Linked DNA regions of Zea mays: region 1 is linked to region 2. A link is a contact called in public Hi-C data. All regions are on one chromosome and are shown on one strand. Each heading gives the region's core, a stretch centred on a gene start, on an enhancer-like site or on the middle of the called end of the contact. The rest is flanking DNA. Distances are from core to core; before and after follow the strand shown.

Evidence for each region. A called contact is a pair of places that touch in the nucleus more often than the background predicts.
Region 1: a contact with region 2 is called in a Hi-C map of tassel, with 2.4 times the contacts expected there. The contact joins the promoter of LOC100277899 here to the promoter of LOC100274024 in region 2. A contact is called at or near these places in 3 of 25 Hi-C or Micro-C datasets (ear, endosperm and tassel).

The regions. Positions count from the first base shown.
Region 1 is chr4:205,832,516-205,835,518 of Zm-B73-REFERENCE-NAM-5.0, reverse strand. LOC100277899 reads left to right here and starts at 1,742. Exons shown (of 1, transcript NM_001151347.2): 1 at 1,742-3,003. The coding sequence starts at 2,393. The coding sequence ends at 2,869.
Region 2 is chr4:205,653,354-205,656,669 of Zm-B73-REFERENCE-NAM-5.0, reverse strand. It overlaps LOC100274024 (ENT domain containing protein), which reads right to left and starts at 1,575. Exons shown (of 8, transcript NM_001148409.1): 1 at 1,350-1,575; 2 at 646-845; 3 at 451-560; 4 at 155-329. The coding sequence starts at 1,377.

The DNA of each region.
Region 1 (3,003 bases), core at 493-2,992, 180 kb before region 2:
CGGTGGCGGCGCGCCGGTGCATGGCCGACTCGAGGCGAGATTGGATGAATTGAGGAGCGGGAGAAGTACACCGTACACGATGGAGTGGGACGCACGGACGCTGAGGTGAGATGGCCAAAACAGAAGGCGTCGGCACAGTCGCAGTCAGAGCACAACACAACATATAATGGCAGTGGCGGCACGTCGGAGATTTGAGACACTCATCGTCCATGGAATGGGGCACATGGTAGCGGATGAGGGAGGGCCATAGTAGAAGGTGTCCGCGCTGAAGATCTTTAGCTCCCATCTCGCCGCTGCAGCGAGGCGTCATGCTTTGAGGTTTGCTCCGCCACGCAGATGCTCTCCGACATCCACTTCCGGCGTGCCTGGGTCCAGATCCCAAATTAATCTCATTTTTCTCTTTCCTCCCCCACCTGCATTTTTTCCATTTTTGGTTTGTCGTAGCCTGTGGATTAGCAGGGTGTGATCCTGTCAACGAACTACAACAAAGCTGACAGACGACCCTTGAGGAAATGATGGGTCCTGTGTCGTCGACCTTTTCGTCGTGCCAAAATAAGCAGACAGACGATTCTGGCGGCCAGGTATGCTGGCTCTAAATGGTTCTTTTGATCCTGCTTTATGTTTGCATCGCACTCACGTTGTCGAAATAATATTCAACTTAATAAAAAAAACTCAACACCCGCATGTGTAAGACAGCCTCCGTGCATATAGAAGAAACACATGTGAATAAAACTCCCATACATAGCGACATAGTTAAGCAAGTGAGATTTAGGCTGGTTTTGAACATGTCCTTTGGCATGAGACAAAGAAGGGATGTTTTTAAACAACACACAATATTATTCAATTATGTTCTATTATTCTTAATTATCTTGAAGCGTGACTATATGCATAGATGTTATTCCCTCCGTTGTGAATACATAGCACATTTTTTTCTGCATTAAATTACATGACACTTTATTTTTGTCCTAAATCAATCTTCTAAAACTGACCAAGTTATTAGGAATGTGCATTCTCCTATACATTTCATCAAAGATATAAAAATTTAAAGTAAGACAAAGCTAACTATAATTTGGTCCAGGGAGTATTATGTTTGTGTTCTATAAATGGTAGGTTGTTTTCTTACTTTTTTTGTTTGCACTGACTGATGACTGTCCTTGTGCTTTAGGGATGTATGTAATGGTTATTTGTGCATACATTGCAGCAGAGTCCAGGGACACTTATCTAGCTATCAAGGTGCCATATCCCTCACATCTCATGTCTGCCTCTGTCTTCTTGTATGCCTCCTTTCAATTGTTTACCGAGTATTTGTAGTCCTCTGTTTGTTGCCATTTACTAAGAATTGGAAATTCTCTTTCTGTTATCTTTGTTCTTTAATATTATTGTCATTTACTTATCTATTTTTGTGTGCATACGACAAACCTCCTACAAGCTGTCTTGTTTTATGTGTGTTGGTGCGTCTCGTAGGAGAAAACACATATCTTTCCATTTCCTGGCAACTAATTCGAGGCCACCTCCAACTCCTTTTTTAATGAATATTACGTTGTTTGTTTACAAACAAACTGCATGTATGACCTGTCAAACCACTCTAAGTTTGCATTACAATATATGCTACAACATTTATCTACTGTATAACTAAGGGGGTGTTTAGTTTCTAGGGACTAATGTTTAGTCCCTAGATTTTATTTCATTTTAGTTCCAAAATTGCCAAATATAGAAACTAAAACTTTATTTTAGTTTCTATATTTAGCAATTTATACACTAAAAAGGAATGAAATGAAGGGACTAAACATTAGTCCCTATAAACCAAACACCCCTTAAGTTTTCTATTTAATTACCATCATCCACCACGACATCACGCTATACACACAGATCACTCTGCTCCACGCGCGCATGGGCGCGCACAATACACTAGTGATGATATGAACGAGAAAAAAGAATGCGAGGGAGTAGAATCCCTGGGCCGCAGCCTACTAGACAGCCCAATTTGTTGGGGCGCGTTATGGCGTGTGAGCTTTTTGGCTTCGTCGGTTCAGGTACTCTTCCTCTACACGAAAGGTCGCCGATACGCGCCCCTTGCATTGCAGACGCTGGTATGCAAATGCAATGCGAGACTCGAGCTCGCTCTTGTTCGCCGCGCGCATTGACGGCCAATCGGCGTTGCTGCACTCGGCTCTCTTTTTTTCCCTTTATACTTTTTCTGCCCGTTAAGCACGTACGTAGATACACATAGTTTGGTGTACAGCACTAGGCACGCACGATTGCTCTTGCTCGCAACACAGCTGCCGCTCCAGCTCGCTCTTCTTCAGTCACCCAATATCCCCAGGCCTACTACCAACCAGCCCCCGCGTCCAAGATCTCTCCCTCCCACGGCCCGCTCGGACTCCCCGGCGCAATGGCGACCGACGCGATCCTGGAGACGATCAAGCCGCGGCGGAGCGAGGAGCAGCTCCCGGTGACCACGGCGGCCGCCGCCGGCACCAGGCTGCGGCGGCGCGTGTCCTCGTTCTCGGCGCACGTGAGGCCGCCGCCGGGGCTGTCGTCCTCGGCGGCAGCGGCGTTCCGGCGCGCGAGGTCGATGCCGACCGCCAAGGCGCTGGCGGCGGCGGGCGCGCTGCGGCGGTGGTGGGAGTGGGTGACGGCGCCGTTCGCGCCCCGCGGCGACGACGACGACGAGGCAAGGCCGCTGGGCGGTTGCCGCTGCGCCTGCGCCGGCGGACCGGGCGGGTGGCGCCACGTCCTGGTCAGGCTCCGCGCCGGCGCGCGCCGACTGCTGGGCCGCGACGGCCGCCCGCTCAAGGCCGCCGCGCCGCCGGACTTCGGCTACGACTCCGTCAGCTACGCGCGCAACTTCGACGACGGCGAGGCGTGATGCGGGTGGTGGCGGGACGGCCGTGGCGGTGGCGGCCGGGCGTGGATCACAGGATCAGCAGTGGTCCAGCTGTCGCAATAAAGCAATTGAATTTTGTTTTTCGGTGGTGTATATGGCAATATGGCATGGCTTTT
Region 2 (3,316 bases), core at 326-2,825:
CTTGGTTCAATTTGTGTATGTGCGTGTGCCACTTGAACATAATTTGTTTGCAACTGGCATGTTTTTCGCGCTTGACAGGAGGTCAACTATTAAGAACTATAAGCACACTCTTGATGGTGAACAAAAAGCAGGATCAGGAATACTCCAAACCTACTGTATATATCTTGTTGTCCACCAATGCTTTCAAAGGCATGCTGGGTGAATGGGGATCCACAGGGAGTGAATAGATGGGATGTGATTTCTTCTGCCGCTTGATAGGTCCAAGGTTGTGATCAACTACGCTATTATAAGGCAAGCTAGATTGCATTCCACATCCCTGCCTTGACTGCCTACAGAAGTTTAGAAAATACAAAGCACACTTTAAAGATCATGGAATCATTATTGAAGTTATCAATTTGTTCACCTCAATGAATGCAAATGCTTTAACCTTTATACAGGCCTACCCGGTACCTTATTCTATGGATAGCCTCCTCTTCATTGACCATGTTTAATAGCATCCTGTGTTCCACATCAGAGACTTTCAACTCTCTTCTTAGTTCAGTAATTAGACTTTCTTTTTCCTGCACAAGACCTTTGTTAAAAAATTTCGGTAAGGAATATAATATGCCACAGTAGTCACCAGTAATTTTCCATTGATGAAATTACCCATGTCAGGGCATCCGATTGCATTTTGAATGCTCTAAGAACACCAGTATATGCCTGTTGCTCAATCTGATGTATATCGCTATCCAACTTGTTGTGTGGTCTTGGCTGAGAAAATGGGCCTGCTAATTGCCTTCTGTTCCCACTGAAATGCATTCTCGGTACTCTAATTTGATATGTTGGAGGGAGATCATCATCACTCCCTGAAATCAGACAAATAGTCAATACAAAATAATGCAAATACCAGAAACTTCTCTGAAACAGTAAACTCAGGTTCCAGATTAGTGGTGTTCAGATAAGTTCCATAGCTTTATGTTGTTTCCACAATGATAAATTATCAAAGTGTCCGTCTGGATCTGCCTCTCTTTAATATAACAAGCAGGCTCTCCAGCCGGTTCAGTTTTTTTTTAAAAAAAAATCAACTCAATCATACTACAGCAGTCATGCTATCCAATCCAATTCTTCACGCAGCCATGCTACTTTTTGTGAATTCTATGATAATTACATCACATTACATGGTAATAATTTACATGCAACGAAGAAACAATAAATAAACCCGTGCTTACTCCCAGTAATCTAAATATGTGGTCCATCTTCCATCATCAGTATTCAGAAAGCATCAACATATACAAAATCGCATCACCACGCCACCCCGAGCACGCATCAAACTCTGCATTTGCCAGACGGATCGGCTAGACGCGACTCACCGCTGCAGTCGAAGGCGCGGTGCTCCATGACCTTCCGCGACGCCACGGAGCCAGCAAACCTCGCAAACCGTCGGCGTCTCCTCCGGAAGCCCACCAGATCTCAACTCCAGCAAGCGTTGGGAACTTGGGACCTCCAGAGCCAGACGTCCAAGTCCAATCCACGTAGCTGCTTGCACCGCGGCTCCGGCCTAGGTTTGGAGCTCTGGGTTCTGGGGGGGCTGGAACGGATGGGGATCCCGGTCACACTTTCCACTTTGGTTGGACTACGCTTTCCATTTGGCACCTAGAAAATTGGTTTGAACTCGTACGGAACTGTCAGCAAACAAAAATATCCTAAATAGTCAAACCGAAATTAGATTTCTAAAGACGCATCGCATTTTAAGATATAAGTTAAACTAGTCTAATAACCGTGTGTTGCGACGGTAACCAACCTATTTAATAATACTAGTCGGTTGTCCGTGCGTTGCGACAGCTTACAACAATATCCATCAAAAAAATTTCAAAATTTTTTATTGATTGTCTCCGCTCTCTGTGTAATATATTTTTTGATTTGGCTAACTGATGTTATTGTTTACTCCATGCAAATATGTCTTGGTACAACATGGCCAATGAAGTGAGCGATTAGAAAAGAGTTCATAACGATTGACTGAATGAACAGAGATTATAAAATGACATAATTCCATCATACAGAGACCAAATAAGAGAAAGTTTGTGAGATCAAGTTTCTAAAATAGGTCCCATGAAGTCAAACTTATAAAAAAGAAAGATCAAAATATGGAGTGATTGCTAAAGTCAGGCATCATTAAAAACTGGATACGCTCCATATAAATTATGCTACTTCGTAGCAATTACTAACGTTTAAAACTAACAAATAACCTTTCATTTTGTTGTTAGTGTGACAAATCATTGCTGCTCCATCCAATGCAGCAACCACAAACACCATATAGTTTATTGCGCCAATGTGGTCTCAGAAATGACATAATGCTTGCAAGAGCCAAGAACGTCATGACGTGCTTGGGCTGTAGCCTCGGCCCGTAGTGCTGGTCCGACCCGACACGATTATTTTTTTATTTTACAAAAAAACCGTATATACCTATATACGATTTATATTCAATATTAAAAATATCTTAGCGTGATGTTCTACTGGTTAGACAGTTTCACCCAGTGTCTCCCGCCCTTCTTCTATCAGGGCATTGGTTCGAACCCCACCTCTCACACCATTTTTTAACATTTTACGCTGATTTAATTAAATGGATCGACGGGCTGGCCCGACACAGTTAGCAGGTCGGCATGACGTGTCTGTGCTATAGTTGTGGCCCGCGTGCATCTAGCCCATGTCGGGCGTTGTTACGCTGATTTAATTAAATGGATCGACGGACTAACGGGCTGGCCCGATACAGTTAGCAGGCCTGCATGACGTGCCTGTGCCATAGTTGTGGCCCGCATGCATCTAGCCCGTGTCGGGCGTCGTTTGGTATCTATAGACGTGCAGCGGATTAATTTGAAATAGATGTGAGGGGTTATTTGTAAAAAAATGACGCATGACGACCGTTGAAACTGGTGCTTTAAGTATAGTATAGATTGATTGGGTGACTAAACAACACTTGAGAGTCTTAATGGACCCTTCACATAAAAATACTCAGGCCCCATTTGTTTCATTGAAATTCAATTCCATTTTAATAATTATAATTTAGACAAAACTAATTAAGTTCATATATTTATATATGTAATATATTTGTATATTACCATAAATCATATGATAGAGATATTTATATACCATATTTATGTTATAGCAAAGTAAGTAAAGAGTGTGCTATAAGTTGTATATCGGAAAAATAGTATGTAAATCTATAGAATCAATTTTCATTTCTCACACCATGAATTTGAGATAGCCTTATATGATAACTTTGGAAAATGGTGGAATGTCGTATCCTAAAAAAATAGTCTATTCCATTAGTAAAATTCAA